2 separate regions of the Gossypium hirsutum genome follow, and region 2 is linked to region 1. A link is a contact called in public Hi-C data. All regions are on one chromosome and are shown on one strand. Each heading gives the region's core, a stretch centred on a gene start, on an enhancer-like site or on the middle of the called end of the contact. The rest is flanking DNA. Distances are from core to core; before and after follow the strand shown. Region 1 holds the start of LOC121202983 (F-box/kelch-repeat protein At1g26930). Region 2 holds the start of LOC107919140 (transcription factor TCP14).

Region 1 (5,438 bases), core at 1,604-4,103:
GGCAAGCAAGTTCCATTGGGGAGGCCTTTCGCTCGGAACCCATGAATTGATCTCAATAAAACCTTCACCTAAAGCCCTAGGTCCACCAATCACTATAAGGCGATCTCCACATGCTCTGAACGCAAGCCCCCAACCATTCATCGAAACTGCTCTTTCTGGCAATCTTCCAATAGTCAACCATGAGTTCCCCTCCTTATCATACTTCTTTACCTCCATGCCAGCATGATCAGCAGCATACAGTTCATTATTAACAACTGCAACCAGAGGGGGTGCCACAGCTGCCGCAGGCATCTCTGCGGCCGCTCCACTTCTTCCAGGAGACATATTGGGAATTTCAGTCCACTTTTTTGTCTCTAAATCATACTCCTCACCACAAGTGAGAACCCGTGCATCCTTCCCAGCTCCACCAATTCCTCCAATCACGTAAAATTTCTTATCCATAAATACACCACTACACATCTTCCTTGGCTTATTCATGCTAGGGAGAGTCTCCCATTTCTGAGTCTCAGAATTGTACATTTCTGCAGAGCTCAGGATATTACCCTGAGAGTCACAACCACCAGCTAAAATTGCAATTTCTCCAAGACTAGCCGATCCAAACAAGCACCTCGGAGCATTCATACTGGTCCCAGTAGTCCATGAGTTCGTCAGAATACTATACCTATATATAACCTGGGAAGTTACCTCCTTCCCAAATACAAGCAATTCAGTTCCAACAGCCAAGGACTCCTTATCCGAGAAAATGAAACATTCATTGGGAGGCATCCTTGGCAAATGCATCCACCTATGCCTAATTGGATCAAATGCCTCCCATTGAAGGAGGTGACAAGAAAAGTAAACCCAATGCTCAACAACACCGTTCTGCCTCCTCAACTTATAGATCTCCCCGCTCCTGATTAAGGAGCGAAAACTCCGATTCAATGAGGCAATGGAACCATAATCAGACCTCGAGCACCTAATCAGACAACTGATGGAATTATCTCTCCCAATTGGTTGGATTAATGCATCCAAGTCTGACGAAGAATCCCCAGCATGACTCCGATGACCATCCCTGGGAGAATCAGAAAAGCTGCTATCATCATTTTCACCATCATCCTCAGACTGTTCCTCTGGTGACTCCTCCACAGAATCCGACAGGCTGTCACTGTCTGATTGGTTAACCAAATCCGGTTTGTCTAGACCAATGGAGCAGTGGTGGATAAGAGAAGAGTCTGTATCCGAGGAAGAATCAGATCGCTTACTATCATCACCGGATTGGTCATGAGAACCTGGCAAGAGAAAGTCACCTGAGTCTTGTGGAGAAGAAGCATTAGAATTATTATCGTCACTCGAGGAATCATCAGAAGATAGCTTCGACAACTTGGTTTCCTGACAACCATCGGATTCGGAGAATTCCCGTGGGCGCTTCCCATTGTACATGTAAGCCCACTTCCTTTCTTCCTGACAAGAGCTTGCAAACACCAAACAGGACTTGCAGCACCGGTTCTCCAACATGACTCTTTAGGACCCCCTCCCGACTTCAGACGGGAAAATCCCCAAAAATAACAATGGGAATTTTCAAATCACTGTAACAACCACAAATTTTATTTCTCCCCCCAAAACATAACGCAGCCAAGATTAACAAATTCTACCTATTCAGGAAAACAAGGGGCAAACAAAGGGAGCAGTTTCAGATAAATTTTCAAAACGATAAACCAAACCAAACAGGAATTCGAATCCAATAAAACAAAGATCCAAATTCAGGCTTATAAAATGAAAAAAAAATATTCAGCGGCAAAAAAAAATAAAGAAGTCAAAAACAATAATTAAACATAAGCAAATTTGGTTAAAACAAGAACAAAAGAATTCACGATCAAACAAAGCTGAAGAAAAATAAGTCCCAGATCTCAGAATTTCATTGAAGGCAAACAAGAACAAAAACAAATAAAATAAAATAACAATCAGATTCAAACTAATAGAAGAAAGGAAAGCTAATCAGATCTGTTTATAATTTCATTAATATCATCTCATAATTTCATTAATACCATCTCATTAATTAGTAGATAAACACAAAGAGATAAACGAAATAGAAACATTAAATTTAAAAAAAAAAAAGAGAATAATAACAAAAGCGAAGAAGTGACATATAAAGGAAATGAAAAAAGAATCATAATACTAATGTTGCGAAGAACTTACTGATTGGATAAGAAGAAGAAAAAAATGAAATGAATCTCTTTCCGTCAAAAAATTAATACACCGTCTCTTTTCTCTTTCTTTTCTTTTTTTTTTTTTCAGTTGTTGTTCCTTTGATTTGCTGTTGTTCTTCGCGTTCTCGTGTTTCTTCGTTTAAATTTTTTTTTTCCTCTCTGTTTCTCTATAGGCTGGTTAATTTGTCCTTTGGATTTTCTCTGCAAATCAGAGCGAGGGAGCTTTGGTTTTGGCTTTGCGAGCAAAATCTATAAGAGGCCCCCTTTATCTCTCTTTAAACTTGCTCTCTCTCTTTCTCTCTCTCCAAAAAAATTTTTTTTTTGCTTAATGAAATAAAATAAAATAAAATACGTTTTTACGTTTTGTTTGTTTTCGGCAGTCGAATTATAAATAAAGGGAAAAAAATAAAAAGAGAACGGGAGGGTGGTGGTGAGGGAAAGGCAGGGCAGGCGGGGGGCGGCGGCGATGGTGGCGGTGGTGGGACCTATAAAAAGGGGGAGGGGGAGTGAAAACCGGTAACCCGTTAGCGCCGGTTTGACACGTGTTGACTATGTGATTGATGATGATGAGGCGGAGGAGGTGATGGAATAAAAACTGTCCCTCTCTCTCACTATCTTTTCTAAAAAAATATATTAATTTAATGGGAGAAAATAGATTTTAGGTACCCCTACGCCTTTTAACAGTGCAAGTAGTAAATATATGAATGGGGGGGGGGGATGGTCAAATCTCTGCCTGCCAGCTTCCGTTAGTGGAGTTTTTATCCCCTGCTTCTGCCGTTTTTGAAGACAAATTAAGCTCCACACTAATTAAGTAATTATCGAATTGACTAGTCAAATTACACACTACAATTATCCATCATCACTTCCGTAATCTTAATCTTAATCAAAATCATAATTATCCCTTAATATGATACTTTAAGCACGTCCACATATTTGGTTTGCTTTTAATCCCATTTTTTTCCTACAACTACATTATCTTAAAAAAAAAAAATCAAATTCCAGATTCACGATTCCACAAATGGTTCAATCTTTCGAAAGATTTAAATAATATATTTTAAGTTAAATTATGATTTCATCCGATTTAATCTTAATATTTTAATTTTATATAATATTAGTAATTAGTTTTGTGCTAAAATGATTTCTTTTGAGAAAAATTAATATTAGTATTTTAAACTAAAATAGTTAACAGGTTACTTGGACAAAGCAATGATATTATAAAATTAGAGGATCTAATTATTCCAAATTAAATCATAAGGAGTAAAACCATAATTTGAACAATATTTTTAAATAAAATAAAAAAGGTATTTTTCAAGCCAAATTAAAGATGAGGCCAAAAATAACCATAAACAGACCTAACAAATTTGAGTGATTTCTCAATTTGCAAAAGTTATTCTGCTAAATTAGCTAATTAGGTGGGAAAAAAGCACATTAACAATGGGCAAATTTTATTGCTAATTACGGAAACAAATATATATTATTATTGTTAAGAGTAAGCTGTGGGTTATTTCCTTTAAAAGAAAATTGTCGAATTTAAAGCCATTTATTTGGAAAATAATAATAATCAAGTTTTTTTTATTTCACATTTGAAAATTTTGAAATTTCAAATTTGAAAGAATTATTTATTATTTTTTAACTACATTGAGTAAACAAATATTTTAAAAGATAATTTACTTTTATAATAAAAATCATGCAACAAATGTAGGAGTGTTTTTTTTTATTCCTTAATAAAGCATCACGTTTTAAACACCCTTTTTAAACACCTGAATTAAATCAATAAGCAAAATGGCAACACTCCTAGCTGGCAATGCCAAAACTGGCACTTACGTTTGGTATAAGTTGATCCACCAATTTTGTGTTTATGTTTTTTTTTTTTTGAGGGGGGTTAAATTACCTTTATAAGGTTATATGAAAATGAAAATTCAAAATTTTAATATTTTTAAATACATTAATGATTAAATTGTTCACCTTTGGGATGCATCAAGTCATTAATTTTATTTTTTTAATTTTAAAATTAAATGAAAATTACATTAATTTAGATCAATATTGTAACATAAAAATTAGTGAGGTGCCAAATTAGAATGACAACACAAGTCACTAAACAATGACAATTAAGTACAAATAGAAAAACGCACCAAGATAAAAAAAAAAAAACCAAAATGGAAATAACTTTTAGAATCATTCGTTCCTATTGTTTTGATAGTTGTTTGTCGTAATTGTCATAAAAGTCTAATGGATGAAAAATGCACACAACAAAGATCGTTAAACTGGCAATACCGGTAAACTACTAAAGATGCATTACCACGTAGCATTTTAGCTTTGCTACCGCTAAACTACTCCGACAATTAACTATAATTGAGAGCAATAATGCTAAAAGTTCCTAAAAGGCTTTTAACATTGGCAATGCACAAAGGCAATCCACAAATGATTTAACTTCATTCAAAACTTTTTAAAAGTTAAACTAAGATAAACACTAAAAATTAAAACTCTTTTTCAAAAAAGGAGCATAAATTCGAATTTTAAAGATGCATTATTAGAAAAGACTACCATGAAGGTAAATTATAAAATAAACATGAAAGATAATGACGACAGCAAGAAATTAAAATAAAACAAAAACGGATTACTGTTACCATCACCGCAAAATAAAGTTGATTTATAAACATAAATTCATTTGATAGCATTTAACAAAAGATTTCACTAAAAAACAGTTAAAACACACCCAAAAGATTGCGAAAGGAAAATAGGGAGAAAAAGTGCGAAAATTGGTCATTTGAATTTATTTTTTTTATAAGGCCATTTATTATGAAATATTGATATATGCTATTTTTGGCCTCTGAATAGATAATAGGAAAAAGAGAAAAAGAAAATTGTAAATTAATAATAACGCATTTTGTCATCAACTTTCACTGTGCAAAGATTCTTAATAATCATTTCAACTTTTAATTTATTCATTCATTTTATAATTTTATAGGTTATTGATAGGGGGTCGGTCGGCTTCACCACTTTCATGCTTACTCACCTTCAAATATAATCATCACTCCCCAATAAATCACTAATATTTTACTTCTTTTTTATATTATTACAACCATTTTTATGAATTTCGATGATAGCATCCCTCCATTTTGTGAAGATAAAAAAGCTAATTCAACTAGGTCATACCATTAAATAGGATTAAATTAAAAAAAACTAATATACAACCAACTAAAAATAAAATTATCAGCTAAATCTGATTTAAAATATACAAAATAAAATGCA
Region 2 (5,438 bases), core at 1,129-3,628, 210 kb before region 1:
TGTATTTTAAATGTTCAATCACTTCTATTTTAATTTATTTATTAATGGTTTTTTTGTTTTGGTTTTTAAAACTCTTATTTTCTTATTCAATATTAATTCATTAACCATAGCTTAATGAAAAAAAAATTTTAACACATTTTCTCTAATATTGATGATATTTTTGTGGAATTGAGAGTTTTGTAAAGATCGGACTATGTTTTAAGCATGTGGTCTTTCTTGAATCGTTCTTGACATTAGTAGTCAATAATTTCAGCTTTAATGTAATTATTCTTGCCATTAAATTTCATGTCCGGTCACATGTTGGTCATATATTAGTTGTTTTTGTTCTCATTAAAAAAAATTAACACCGTTAGGAAAAAGTTGTCAAGCTTATGTATCAAATTGGATAAAAAAGAATTTTCAAGTATTAAATTAGGTAAAAAAAATTTAAATATCAAATTAGGAACGTGTAAAATTTAGATTTAAATTAGTTTTGAACTTGAGTTTCATTAAGTTTTAATTGCTCGAGTTTTGGATGATTTGAGTTTAGTAGTTAAAATTTTTTGAATGGAGTCATCTAGAGTTCAAATGATTCGTTTTACCTCCATCCTTCTTGAGAACTTTCCAACTAATTATTACTTCTGTATATACGAGTTATTATTCCCTAAGTCACTGGCGGCCAACCATATTTATTTAGAGCTCTATAATTTGTCGTTTTCTCTAAGACAATGTTGTTTGGAACTTACCCCCAAAATAGTTCTTCAAGGATAAGAAAAATAATAGTAGTACCTTGACGTATATAGTGTAAAGTTTGGAAAATATTAAAGCCCTTTTCCCCAAATCATTCCATAGTCAATCATGTGACAATCACCTAGTTTGAAATTTAGAGGTTAGGTGGTCCCATTAAGTTATTATTAATGCATATATATAAATTATTTATAATTGGGGTGGCTTTCCGGTTAAATTTAATTTATATTTTTAAGATTAAATTTTTTTAGTTTGAAATAAAAAGGAATATAAGAAATTAAAACAGGTTTTAATACATATTGATATATGGGAGAAATGGCTTTTTGGGTTGTGTGTTTGTCTTCATTGGATTTTGATGAATGGAGTAGGAAAAGATAAAAGAAAATCAAAATTAATAGTAAGAAGTATAATTAAAATTTGGTTATTTAACTAGAATGCGTAGCCTAAAGCCTAAGGCTAAGGCTGTAGCCCACAAATCCATTCATTCATTTTCGGTAAAGCATAACGGAAATCCCAAAAGCAGAGAGCGGTGGCTAAAAAGTCATGCATGATATGATGTGACCCAACTTTTCTCTCTTTTCTTTTCTCCATTGTCACAGTGTTGTTGACATCAGCCCTAAGATTTTGGAGGGAGGAAGAAGAAGAGGAGGCGGTGCGGCCACCTTGACGCTTCCACGTGGCATGGATGACGTCATCGCTTAAAGAAGATTCCAACTGTCGAGAGAGTGATGTGGCAGTGTCAGCCCACCCACCAACTTTGCCAGTGTGACTGGAGAAGGACTTTTCATTCTGTGAGCTGGATTGTGGGTCACCAAAGAATTTATAATACTTCAGATCGACTTATCCCTTTAAACTTCAATGCTTATCCCATACTTACAAAGAGTTGAATAAAACATTAAATCCTAGTTTAGACCAAAACAGAAATCTCTACTCTAATTTTCGTCTCAACTCCATCTAACCTGTTTTCCACCCAACCAACATTTAAGATCATAATAGAACTATGTACTAGAGGTTTTTATTTAATCGGGTTAGGTACAAACATGGTTAATTATTCAAGTTTGATTCGTTTTAAATTATGAACTTCAAATTTTATCTAAATTGATCTATAATTGTAATTAATTTTCATTTAAGCCTTAACCATAAATATGCCTAAAATAAAATTTGAATATGAGATATGAAATTTCAAGACTTGGACTTCGTTATTCAGCCAATGTTTCATTAATATCACTTTAAATCCTCCATAAAATTAATGGAATTATTTACCGGTAAATTAGATTGCAAAACTTTTATTTAAACATTAACATCAAAGCCAGAAGACAATGATTACGAGACTGGAATGAGAACCACTTTATTATGTCATATGTATCTAAATAAATTGCTTTTTCTTTGGTATGGAGAGAGAGAGATTGAGTTTTTAGAGTTAAGGGGATGGGGCCTCAGCCTTAGGCCACCACTGTCTTTTATGAATTGAATGGTAAAGAGCACCACACGTGGAGTCTGAATCAAGGGATTGTCCAACCGCAATAATATGATCTCTCTCTCTCTCTCTCTATAAATAAATAAAAGCTTAGGGTTATTTTATTTTATTTTATTTTCATAATGAAAATCATACAAATTATATAATGGAATATAGAAAAGAGAAAATTACAAAGAGGTCCTCAATGAAACGAATTATTTCCCATCCGAAAAAAGTCACTGCTTTTCTTTCATAGCCCACCCTCATAATTCTCACTCATTGTAGTTGTTGCTTAAAGCTTGCCCTCTTCCCCTTATCCCCTCTCTCTCTTTGGTCTGTGCAGAGATAAGAAAACCAACTCAGCAGCTTCAATCTTCCCCATCTAAAGGGAATTCCAAGCTACACAACACAACATCATATAGCAAAAATGAAAGAGACCCACTAGGCCATCAAAGTCACTGAATTGAGGGTCACCTTCAGATCATGTACTAGGAGAGCCAAACCACCAAAAAGATATAATCCCACTCTCTCATACATGATCATGGATGAAAATGGGATCCGCAGGCCGAACTTTCCTCTTCAGCTCCTAGAAAAGAAGGAACAACCTCGTTCCGACCCTGCCGACGTCGACACCAGCTCCAAACCAACCTTGGAACCTCCCTCCAAGAAACCTCCACCTAAGAGGACTTCGACCAAGGACCGGCACACCAAAGTGGAAGGCCGAGGCCGTCGCATCCGCATGCCGGCTACGTGTGCTGCTAGGGTTTTCCAGCTAACAAGGGAGCTTGGTCACAAATCAGATGGTGAAACCATTGAGTGGTTGCTCCAACAAGCTGAGCCTGCGGTTTTTGCTGCCACGGGGACAGGTACTATCCCTGCAAATTTCACGTCCCTTAATATTTCACTAAGAAGTTCAGGTTCTAGCATGTCGGCTTCACACTTAAGGAACACTTATTTCAATCCAAATTTTACCACACAACAATTGAGGACGAGGAATGAATGGGATCAAAGGAATGTCCTTGACGATTCATCTCAACAACAACAACAGCAACGAAGGGTTTTATTTCCTGGTGTTGCTTTATCATCTGAAGATTCATTGACCTTTCCTGGTACTAGTAGCACTACTTTGAACGCTTTCTTGCAAGCAAAGCAAGAGATTCGGGACGCCGAGGCCGCGGATACTAGTATAGGGAAGAGGAGGAGGCCGGAGCAGCAAGAATCGCCACAAAATCAGGTGGGAAGTTACTTGATACAATCTAATACGGGTTCGATTCCGACAAGTCATAATCCGATCCCGGCGACATTTTGGATCGGCAACCAAGTCATCAGTGGGAGTGGCACTGGGGATCCCATGTGGACATTTCCTTCAACAAATAACGCTAATATGTATAGGGGTACTATGTCTAGTGGGGTGCATTTTATGAATTTAGCCGCTCCAATGGCTCTCCTCCCTGCCCAACAATTTGGTTCCGGAATCGGTGCCGGCGGCGGCTCAGTTACAGACACTCATTTAAGTATGCTGGCGTCACTAAACGCTTATAGACCAGTTCCGGGTATTGGTGTTTCCGAGCCTCCGGCCGGAGGATCACATCAACACCACGGTGGAGAAAATAGGCATGATTCAACTAGCTAGTGTTCAACAAGTGTATGGCTTTCATGCTTTATTCTTTTTATTGGTTTTTCTTAAAATAAAAAAAGATTAAAATACATTTAGATAATATAATTTACTTTAATTATGGAAGAATATTTTTATAATTACCCTAATCGAGTTGATCTCTGATCGACTCATAACAGTCGATACCAATTCAATTATAAACTTAAATAATAATATAAATTAATGATATATATAAATTCAATCCGACTCAGTTGGCATTTTATTAGCCAACAGCAGCACCTAGTAGGTCTTAAAATTGTTTTCTAAATCAAAATTTTTGTTGTACAAAATATTCTACTCAATTAGGCCTAACATTTATTTGCATTTGAATTTTCTTCTCTATATATTTGCTTGACTTGGCCATTGCATTTTTATAGACAGAATTTTTAGAGTCAATTTCGAAGGCGTTTCAAAAGGGTTTTTTTGTTTTTAAAAAGAAATATATATGAACATAAGAAAAAAGAGTATAAGGTAGAGAAGTCATAGGAAATAGTCTTAAAAGAGAAAATGACACACTCTTCTTCTTTCATACAGCCATGGATGATGGTGGAAATTTCTTTATTGGCTTTAGCCAGCCTTTTTCTTCCCAAACAGTTAATCTGTCAATTTTTTAAATTAAATTTTTTATTAATTAAGATAAAGTAACTTTTAGTTGTTGGATTGGAAGTTTTTTCCTATCTTGCTCCTTTTTAATTTTTTTAGTCTATATTAGTATTAAAATTTTGCAGTTTTTTTTTTAATTTGGTACTGGCATTTGGATTTAGCTAAGGTATGATGATGTGCCACTTTGAGATTGTACCACTTTGAAATTAAGCGATGGTTTGGTACAATCCCAGAGTGTTATATCATCGTACTTAACGGAATCCAAGTTCATGGGCCAAGTTAGGAAAAGTTACCAAATTCTAGGACTATTGTGGAGTGTGTACAAAAGAAGTTCAAGGACCAAATTGAAAAAAAATTGCAACATTTTTAGTCCACATTAGTCTTGAAACTTTGTACCTTTCTCAATTTGGTCCATGCACTTAGATTTTGTTAAGACATGATGACGTAACACTTTGAGATTGTACCATATTATCACTTGATTTTTTTAAAAAAGAAATAAAAATGTTATAATATTTAATATTTTATTTAGATTTAATATAAGTTTTTAAATTTTCAAATGATGATTTGATATAAAAATCATAGTGTCACATCATCATACTTAATGGAAACTAAGCTGGTGGATGAAATTGAAAAAAAAAACAAAATCCAAAACAATTATGGATGAAAGAAATTGATGGAAGTTATCCCAAAGAAATGAAAGTTGATATAATTGGGAGGAAGCCAAGCTGTGATTCCATCTAATTTTGTTTCCGTATTAGAATGGTAGTCTCTTTTATTACTATGCTTCTGCTATTTGAATATAAAATTTCAAAATACATTACAAATTATACAAAAAGTTATAATCACATTTAATAATTATATTCATTTGTCACCCCACTATTCAAACACAGCAAAAATATTATTACTATTATTATAATATCTACACCATTAAAATAGGAGGATAATGCTCTTGAGCGTACTTGAACCCACATATCAATATCAATTGAATTAAAACTTAAT

What was found. Hi-C and Micro-C count contacts between places; a contact is called where the count stands out from the background.
Region 2: a contact with region 1 is called in a Hi-C map of leaf, with 2.1 times the contacts expected there. The contact joins the promoter of LOC107919140 here to the promoter of LOC121202983 in region 1. A contact is called at or near these places in 9 of 34 Hi-C or Micro-C datasets (hypocotyl and leaf).

The regions. Positions count from the first base shown.
Region 1 is chrD13:12,811,296-12,816,733 of Gossypium_hirsutum_v2.1, reverse strand. LOC121202983 (F-box/kelch-repeat protein At1g26930) reads right to left here and starts at 2,853. Exons shown (of 2, transcript XM_041108755.1): 1 at 2,176-2,853; 2 at 1-1,631. The coding sequence starts at 1,494.
Region 2 is chrD13:13,024,685-13,030,122 of Gossypium_hirsutum_v2.1, reverse strand. It overlaps LOC107919140 (transcription factor TCP14), which reads left to right and starts at 2,378. Exons shown (of 1, transcript XM_016848664.2): 1 at 2,378-3,887. The coding sequence starts at 2,718. The coding sequence ends at 3,815.